Linked DNA regions of Mus musculus: all the other regions are linked to region 1. The links are chromatin contacts, called in public Hi-C and Micro-C maps. All regions are on one chromosome and are shown on one strand. The core of a region is the stretch at or near the end of the contact, and the rest is flanking DNA. Distances in the headings are between cores, read along the strand shown.

Evidence for each region. Hi-C and Micro-C count contacts between places; a contact is called where the count stands out from the background.
Region 2: a Hi-C map of embryonic stem cells shows a contact between it and region 1, with 2.4 times the contacts expected there. The contact joins the enhancer-like site here to the promoter of Tubgcp5 in region 1. A contact is called at or near these places in 1 of 39 promoter capture datasets (macrophages), 1 of 15 datasets of contacts at CTCF or cohesin (the NIH/3T3 cell line), 22 of 484 Hi-C or Micro-C datasets (B cells, DN3 thymocytes, the G1E-ER4 cell line and 13 more), 4 of 115 datasets of contacts at active chromatin or transcription factors (the SCID.adh cell line, bone marrow-derived macrophages and embryonic stem cells) and 4 of 9 other capture datasets (adipose tissue, embryonic stem cells, liver and 1 more).
Region 3: a Micro-C map of granulosa cells shows a contact between it and region 1, with 2.6 times the contacts expected there. The contact joins the enhancer-like site here to the promoter of Tubgcp5 in region 1. A contact is called at or near these places in 4 of 39 promoter capture datasets (the 3T3-L1 cell line, embryonic stem cells, pre-B cells and 1 more), 2 of 484 Hi-C or Micro-C datasets (cerebral cortex and granulosa cells) and 2 of 9 other capture datasets (adipose tissue and pancreatic islet).

What each region holds. Positions count from the first base shown.
Region 1 is chr7:55,792,681-55,795,626 of GRCm38.p6, reverse strand. It overlaps Tubgcp5 (tubulin, gamma complex associated protein 5), which reads right to left and starts at 1,502. Exons shown (of 23, transcript NM_146190.3): 1 at 1,287-1,502. The coding sequence starts at 1,432.
Region 2 is chr7:55,826,345-55,829,103 of GRCm38.p6, reverse strand. All of the region lies in intron 21 of Tubgcp5 (tubulin, gamma complex associated protein 5), which reads right to left. Among named protein-coding and RNA genes, the nearest start is that of Cyfip1, 14 kb to the left of the region's middle. Within about 2 kb of position 1,418, at least 14 of the 459 cell types and tissues checked have an H3K27ac peak or open chromatin away from gene starts, as enhancers often do. A contact at or near this core is called in embryonic stem cells, where this site is marked.
Region 3 is chr7:55,743,114-55,746,144 of GRCm38.p6, reverse strand. No RefSeq gene overlaps it. Among named protein-coding and RNA genes, the nearest start is that of Siglech, 24 kb to the left of the region's middle. Within about 2 kb of position 1,469, at least 35 of the 459 cell types and tissues checked have an H3K27ac peak or open chromatin away from gene starts, as enhancers often do. A contact at or near this core is called in cerebral cortex and granulosa cells, where this site is marked.

The DNA of each region.
Region 1 (2,946 bases), core at 253-2,752:
CTGAGCCACCCAAGTGGGTATACTTTTTAGTGCAAAATTCTGATGTAATTATAGGCATACATCATTGTGACTGGATTTTCTTTGTCTTTTTAATGTAAGAGAGAAGCCCAGTGAAATCTTAACATTTGTCCTCTGAATAATTCTGCTAAATGTACAAAATGAAATACAAAGAAAAGCAAACATATTCATGTACAATTATCAAATATTTAGAAAGCTTTGAAAGGGTCTGGAGAGATGCCTCGGGGGTTAAGAGCCCACGCCATTGCTCAGGGTCCCCAGGTTCTATTCACAGCACCCACAGGCTGTTTATAATCCCAGTTCCAGGGGATCAGCTGCCTTGGGCACCAGGCACACACATGCACACGTGTACACAGAGTCAAATCATACACATAACATCATCAACAACAAAACCTAAAATTTAGCAGTGGGACCAAAGGCTGTCATTAATGTAACAACGAACAACATGTGGAAATAAAGCAACTGTAACACAAGGTGACTGCCACATGTTTTCTACGGGTGACACTGGTGACAGAGTGTTATAGGTATGCTTTTAGTACTTCTGTTATACTATGCAGCATCTATGTCTCTTCCCAACTCTAAAATGACTATCCCCTCCCTCCTATCTGCCACTAGAAAAAATACTTGTGGTACATCTGCTTTTCGAGTTACCTGACTTCTTTGAATCCTTGTTCTTTCTATAGGTTATAACTAGAAATTGCACTTGTGGTTTTGGATCGTTGGCTTGCTTCCCATCAACCTGAGAGGTCTGTAGTCTCACGAACTAGGCAGACACTCACGTCCTGCGCTTAGAATCAGGATCACAGTCTGACAAACTGTTCACTGTTTAGGGTGACTTCTACTAGACATGCTATGTGTTGCTCAATAGTAGAACTTGAATTTGTTTTATGCAATGCAAAGGGAGGACACAGAAGCGGGGAAACTTGTAAGTGGTCCGAGCAAGAGAAGAGGGGGGTTGGTGAGACAAACAAAAAACAAAACAAAACAAAAAACCCCCAAAAAACCTAACAGGATGTGATCAGAATTTGGCGCTAAAAATTCACTTTCCCAGCCATCAAATGACTTTTGATGTGCACCGTACTGCGTGCGGGTGAGCAGAGTCAACAGCTCTCTAGGAATGTGCCGCTGCAACTGCGGGTTTCTCGCAAGGGCACCTAAGGGGAAACCAAGGCACAGCAGCTGCAGCAGACGCAGGGGTGCCGGAGGCCGCACTCCCGACCCGGACCCGCCCGCCCGCGCGACTTCAGCTCGTAGCCGCGATCCCACACCTGAAGTTGGACCAGACGAAGTCCAGGGCCAGCTGGAAGTTGGGGTCCGCCTCGTCCTGCAGCCCCGTAACCTGCCGGACGAGCTCGCACACATCATGCTCCAGCTGTCTGTCCATCCGGCTCCCGGACGACTTAGGCCGGGCCATTGCCGCGGCGTACCTATCAGGATCTCTGCTAAGTGGCGACTGTTCTCGCGAGAGTTCCGCCCGTCCCGGCACCGGGGTTTCGAGATGTGGAGGATGTTTCCGCGAGAGTTCCGGCAGCCCCGGAGCTGTGCCTGGGAAAGGTGCTGATGGGAGTGGATGCTGGTTGCTGGATGCGGTGCGTCCGTGGGTGGGGAAGAGATGTGCTCTTTCTGCTTGCACACCGGGAAATCCGAGAGTCTTCAGACAGCTAACCATTATTTATTATTAATCATTGTTAATAAGGGACTCTGGATACTCCTGATTAACGATTTAAATTCTGATGCATTTTGAGCCAACCAGTTTTTTGGTTCCAGGGTATAGTTTCCGACATTTTTGAACATCGTGACTTATTTGTTCATGCTCCGGCCTTCACTTTCTCCTCCAGACGACCTAAACTGGGCTCTCAGAGCTCCCCAACTAAACACATGCTTCTGATTAGACCAGGAACATATGGTTAAAGCAGCGATAGTGCCCATTTATGTATTACAATGGCTCTGAACCTTCCAAATGCTGTGACCCTTTAATATAGTTCCTCTCGCTGGGATGACCCATAACCATTAAATTATTTCGTTGCTACTTCATAGTTATACTTTTGCTAGTTTACGAATTGTAATGTAACTATCTGATGTGTGATCCCTACTGCGGGTCACTGCCCACATGCTGAAACTGCTGGTTTATTAGTAAGGTGGAGATGTATGTGAGGGCCAGCTGTCTGTCACCCACTTGATGGCCGGGGATGCTTTTCTGTTACTGTTCTTTGTGCACCCACAGCTTTGGGTTAGGCCGACCTTCCCTATGGAGGACTTGTCCTTGTTACAGTACAGGCAGTTGTGCTTTCTTGTTAGAACCCTCGAACAAGTTCTCAAGAAAGGGAAAGTGGCTCTGAGTTCAAGGCCAGCCTACAGAGTGAGTTCCAGGACAGCCAGGGCTATACAGAGAAACCCTGTCTCGAAAAAAAAAAAAAAAAATCAGAACAAAACAACCAAAACAACAACAGCAACAACAAACCCAAAACAAAACAAAAAAAGCTGGCTTACTTAATAAAGTTGCTGGCTGTCAGGCCTGGCTGCTTGCATCCCATCGTGTGGACTCACATGATAGGAGAGAACCATGTCCCATAAGTAGTCTTATAATTCCCATGTGTGCGTACCTCCACCCCATACAAAAATAAATTTTAAAACGTCATTTTCAAAATATAAAAAGGGGAAAGCACTCTTGAGAGCAGACGTGGGCAAAGTCGTCAGAGCAGCAGCTGGAGCCTTTGAGCCTTTATAAATCGTCCGCATTAGGTAGCACCTGCCACCCCAATTGGTACTTGCCTGACTTTTTCTTAGACGAATCCCTCACGAGGAAGGTCTTTGTTGAGGCCAGGCTAAGTTACTCCATATTGAATAAAACAGTTGTTATCCCCTAAGCTGTGCACTGCCCCAGGAGACTGTTTTACAAGAGGCCTTTGACTCCATTCTGCAGCTGAG
Region 2 (2,759 bases), core at 169-2,668, 34 kb before region 1:
AGCCTACCTTTCTTTCCCCTCGTAAGACAAAAGTTTCTCTATGTAGCCCTGGTTGTCCTGAAACTCGCTCTGTAGACCAGGCCGGCCTTGAAATCAGATCCAAAACAGACACAGGAAAACACTTCATAATATGTTCATGTTGTACAGGGGTTTCCTCCAAATTGACACATTTCTTGGTATCACCCCCTCTCCCCCCAACACACACACAGCTCACAGAGAGAGGGGAGTGCTAGGAACTCATGAAGTAAATAAAATCCCATGGTGGGAGGTGGAAACTAGAAAGCTTCTTGATGTCCCTTCCCCACCTTTACAGAAGGTAGTAAGTGCTAGCGGAGGAGACCCTGCCCAGGAGGGACAGGGACGAGACTGTCAAGCTGGCGGCAGGTCCTGCAGAGGGATCCTGGAATGGGGCGATGCTCTGATGAATCGTCACCCAATCCTTGGGACCCTTTTGCTGGCATAGCTGATATATTTTGGTTATTCTTGGTCTTCTAAGTGACCTATCATCCATACTCCTTTCAATAACCTGTGTGCACTCATGGCCTTACCAAGTTTGACTCTGGTGTATTTATTACTTTGATGTCATAGTTTCCTTTCTGGGGTGAGCGTATGTGTGTGCGTGTGTGTGTGCGTGTGTGTGCGCGCGCGCAGCTCATCAACCCTCTCTGGCAGTTATCTACCTAAAGCCAACAAACCCTCCTCAACCTTACCACAGTACTTACTTAGAAGCAAATTTCATAGAACACAAACCTTTCATAAATATTACTGTGCACAGAGCCTTTAACTCATGACCTTACAGCCTCCCCTTTCTAAATAGGCAAACATTTATTTATGTCCCCATACCAGCTCTGAAATGCTTAACGTCCTCCTCCCTGCTTTTTGCTGACAATTTGTTGTAGAAATGAAAACTTTACTGAAATGAATTCAGTACAGCATCTGGAATAGTGACCCCTCATCTAGGTAAGTGTTACAGATTAAAGTAGTTTTGTAAACTTTGAGAGGACATATAGTCAGGAAGGTGTCTATTTTCTTGCTTTCTGTTGTGGGGAACAGAACTCAGGCAGGACATGGGCGATCCTAGGCAAGTGCTTCACCACAGAGCTACACTCCTAGTCTGCTTTTTTTCTTTGTATTTGCATGTCTGTGAGTAATGTGTGTTTATGTGTGTGCTATCTGCGTGATGATGGCAGCAGATAGCTTTACAAAATGAGTTCTTTCTCCACCTTTCTGTGGGTTTTGAGGCTTGAATCCAGGCTGTCAGGCTTGCGTGTGCTGAGTCACCTCCCCAGCCGACACTAGTGTTTTTAGGCCTTCCCTTAGGAACGCCCTCCCCGTCACAGGGCTCCAGTCTAGGCTCTGAATGGCAGCAGCACTAAGGTGCACTCCCCTCGTGATTAGCATGGACTAAATACCGACTGCTATAAATGCTGCGCAAGGGTTGGAGAGGTGCTCAGTGCTTAAGAGTGTTTGTGTGCAGCCCTGAGGTCTAGAGTTTGGACCCCAGCGTCTACAAATGGCCTCTCATAGGCCTGCAGCCACAGTTTGAGGAGGAGGAGACAGCAGGCTTGCTGGGCTTTACTGCCTTCCACTCTGGCTGAGAAAAGTAAGTCCCAGGCTCAGGGAAAGAGTCTGTCTCAGAGGAGTCTATGGAGGATAACAGAGAAGATACCCAGACAACTCTTCTGGCCTCCATGTGCAAAGAGACATGCATCCTCACAAATTTGTGTGAATATACTCCTCATACAAGCACACAAGAAAACCCTAAGCCACAAGACATGAAGCTCCATTTCAGCAAATTATCACTGCATATATTTTATAAAGGAGACAGAGGCTAAGCATTGAACTATATATTCAAATTGACATAAGAAGATAGCCAGGCTGGTAGTGTAGCCCAGTAAAGCATTTACATAGCACACGTGAGTAAGGTCCTGAGTTCAAACCCTAGCACAGACACAAACACAAACAAACAACAACAACAACAAAAAAACTGGAGATGTTCCTGTAGACTGGCTCTTTTCTGTTTATTGACTTTAAGTAGTTTGCCATTCTAAATGACACAAGTGAAAAAATAACATATACATCATCTTTTAGAGCTTACAAACATAGAAATTTGGAAAGTAACCCAGCATGATACCCATCATTTACTTTAAAATGTTTCAGCAAGTGTGAAGCGGTGGGGCTCACGGTCCAGAACTGGTCCTCCTCAGAAACTGCTGAGGTGAGTCACACGGACGTGTCATGCTGCCCTTTAAACTTCTCCATGCTTGAACGTGTGTACAATAAGAAATTGAGCCATGCAGATAATCTAAGAATGTTGGCTTATTTTTTTTAAGTTTTATTTATTTAATGTATAACTGCATGTGTACCTGCATACCAGAAGGGGGCATCAGATTTCATTATGAGATGGTTGTGAGCCATCATGTGGTTGCTGGGAATTGAACTCAGGACCTCGGGAAGGGCAGCCAGTGCTCTTAATTGCTGAGCCATCTCTCCAGCCCAGATGTTTGCTTATTTTAACGAAAAGACCTTAGTTTTTTAAATTGCTTGTGCTGATAAGGAAACTGACTTTCCTGATGCTTTCTAGTGTCACTAAATTCTATGTACTGCTGGAACATAGGCTTGAACTCCAGGTCTTATGCAGAGTAGGTAAGCCACTGAACTACTTCTAAATTCCTAGTCACAGTCTTATGTGAACCATTCTCAGATTGGGGGTGGAAAGACTCCTCAAATGAAGCTAGTCAGAAATGGTCACAATACAG
Region 3 (3,031 bases), core at 220-2,719, 49 kb after region 1:
TACAAACCCATAACAGTCTCTGATAGCATTGTCAAAGGCTACCATTTCTAATACTTCTTTGAGAGCAGATTAAGAAATGGTCTGTCTTCTCATGCCTCCAAATCCAGGATAGATGGAATTCAGCAGGCTTAAAACAAGTCCTGTTAGCTTGTCCTAGTCATTGGGTATTGGGCACTCTGATTCAGCTTTCCTCCCACAGTATATGGAGCAGTATCTCTACAAGAGGAGAGGACCTGTTCAAAATCCCTAAGTGTCTTATAGGAAATCAGCTCATATTCTGTATGCATTTCCCCCTGTGAAAAATATCTCCTCTGGGTAAAAAAAAAAAAAAAAAAAAAAAAAAAAACCGGTTTAGAATCCCTGGAGCTCCAAAGAGACAAGGTTAGGTATACCTCCATATTCCCTTTCATCTGAACTACCTAAATCCTCTGGGGATAGTGCAAACGCACCAAACTGTAGAGATGCAGAGGAATGGTTAGCAGAGAATTTTCTTACCCACTGAATCAAAAGGCAGAAGACTGGGAAGTAGGAGGAGCCAAATATTTAAGACAAGGTCCATTTACATCTCCCCCTTTCCTTTCCGAAGGGACAATCTCCTATGCTTTCCCTTCCTACTGACTGAGCAGGAGTCCTTTGCAATTACTGAATACCAGGGTGAAAAGATTGCAGACACTATACTTTTACAGGTAACAGTCTTCTTGCAGATGTGCTTTTCAAAAGGCTTTCAATACCTCCTGTTACTTACCATTAGCTCTCAGGTAGCTCTGGGGAGGGAGTCAGTAATAATGGTGCTTTACAAATTTGTGTAATATCTTAAAATCTTGCTTAGATGTGCATCCTACTCCATACATGACATAACACAAAGTAAACCTAAATAATCTTCCTGTTTAGCTTCATTTTATTCCATGTTTGTGACCCCAGTCGTCTTGGAAAATACCATGTGAGCCATTTCCTGGGTTTCTTACACCTCTGACCTTTCCGACATGAGTTGTGTCATAGTGTAATGTCACAGTGCCATGTGCTCATGGGTTCATATGAAACCACACACACACTGCAGCACTGTGCTCCAGGCCACGGCCATGTGTGTTCAAACTCAAGCTGTGCCAAAGCACTGTGCCGTGGCAGAGTGGGCGTTAGATCATGAATGAAGCTGGACAATGCAACAATGAGAGCCCAGCCCCGAGCTCAGCAGAAGCGGATTGCCCTTTAACTGAGGGGCAGCGTGCTCTCTGTGGGAAAGGAAGCTCTACACCGAGGAATGGGGGCAGGGGTAAGGGGCTATTTGAGGTTTTGTAGAGTTTGAAATGGCAAGGGCCATCTGTGGGGTGGTGGTTGTCCAATGCAAACACTTCTAGCCTTAGTTCTGCCTCTGCAGTTTCAGATAGAAATTGTGCTGACAGTTATCCTTGTGCATGGGAGCTGCGGTTTCAGATGGGAGCCATCTGTGCTAGCAGATGTCCTTGGGCATGGGGTTTCTGTGTCAGGATTTGCTCGACTGAGATATTTTTACCCTTTAGTGGCTATACATGTTCACACTCAAACTGCTGCTCTGTGCTGCTCTAGCATCAAGAGACCTTTTATTTGCACAGGCAATGACTCATGATTTTGTGCCATGGCATTGTGAACATGGGTGTTTACATGCATGGTAGAATGGCCCCCTGGACTCCTGTTTAAATGCCTGGCCCATAGAGAGTGGCACTACTAGGATGTGTGGCCTTGTTGGAGTAGTGTGGCCTTGTTGGAGGAAGTGTGTCACTGTGGGAGTGGGCTTTGAGGTTTCAGCCAGTTCACTTCCTGCTGCCTTCTCTAGCACCATGAAGACCTGATTTCCACCATGCTTTCTGTTATGACAATAATGAACTAAACCTCTCAAAGTGTAAGCCAGCCCCTATTAAATGTTCTCTTCATAAGAACTGCTGTGGTTATAGTGTCTTTTCATAGCAATAGAAACCCTAACTAAGACAACATGTGAGCCAAGCTAAGTGCACTGCCATCCAGTATGCACTCATGTTTTCACATGTGAGCCACACTCTGGTGTTGCTCCATGGTGCATTGACATATGTGTTTGCACACAAACATTGCCATGGTACCATGTGACATGAGCATGCATATTCATACCTGAGATGTGCCAGGGCACTGTGCTGGGACACCATGCTGTCATGCCTTACAGTGATAGCACGGGTGTGAGTGTTTACATGTGAATCATGCCAAGTGCAGTGGGGCAGTGATGTTAACACATGTTTTCAGGAGCAACCCACTTCATGCCAATGCCACAGTAGTGTGTGGTTATGTGCTTACACTTAGTGCCATGCCACTCCTAGGCGTATGCTGTCCCAGCATGGTGCTACAGGAAAGTTTGCATTTGACCAATCATGCCCACAGCATGGCACTGTGGCAAAGTGCCATGGCACACCTTCTGTGGGACCATGCATGCCCATTCCACCCTGGCATGGTACATCAACACGGCTCACACAGGCAAGGTATAAACACACTTGTCCATGGCATAGAGCATGATATTGAGGCACAGATCTTGTGAACATGCATAACCATATTCATAACCACAGCACTCTGCTACAACAGGCTACCACATGATAGTGGTGCAGCTCAAATGTGAACATGCAGGCCCACTCTACCACAGCATGGTGCTACAGTGCAGTTTGTGTGTGAATAAGCATGTGAATAAATATATTACACATTGCTAAGGCATGGTTCACATGTGAAATGCAGACACATACTGCCATAGTACAGTGTCTTGGTTCAGTATGTGAACATACACACCCACACAACCACACAATGTCAGGTCAGTGCCGTGACAGAACTTGCATTAAATATGTGTGCCCATGCCACTGTAGCACACTGCTGTGGCATGGTTCACATGTGTACACATATGCTCTTGCTTGCACAGCATACTGCAGAAGCATAGACTATATATGTGTCAGGAGCCATTCTGGGAGAAGCTAATAACTCGCAGATGATCTTCCTGATATGAGTCCACCTTGGATCATAATCCACGACGGATTTGCTTCAGTAG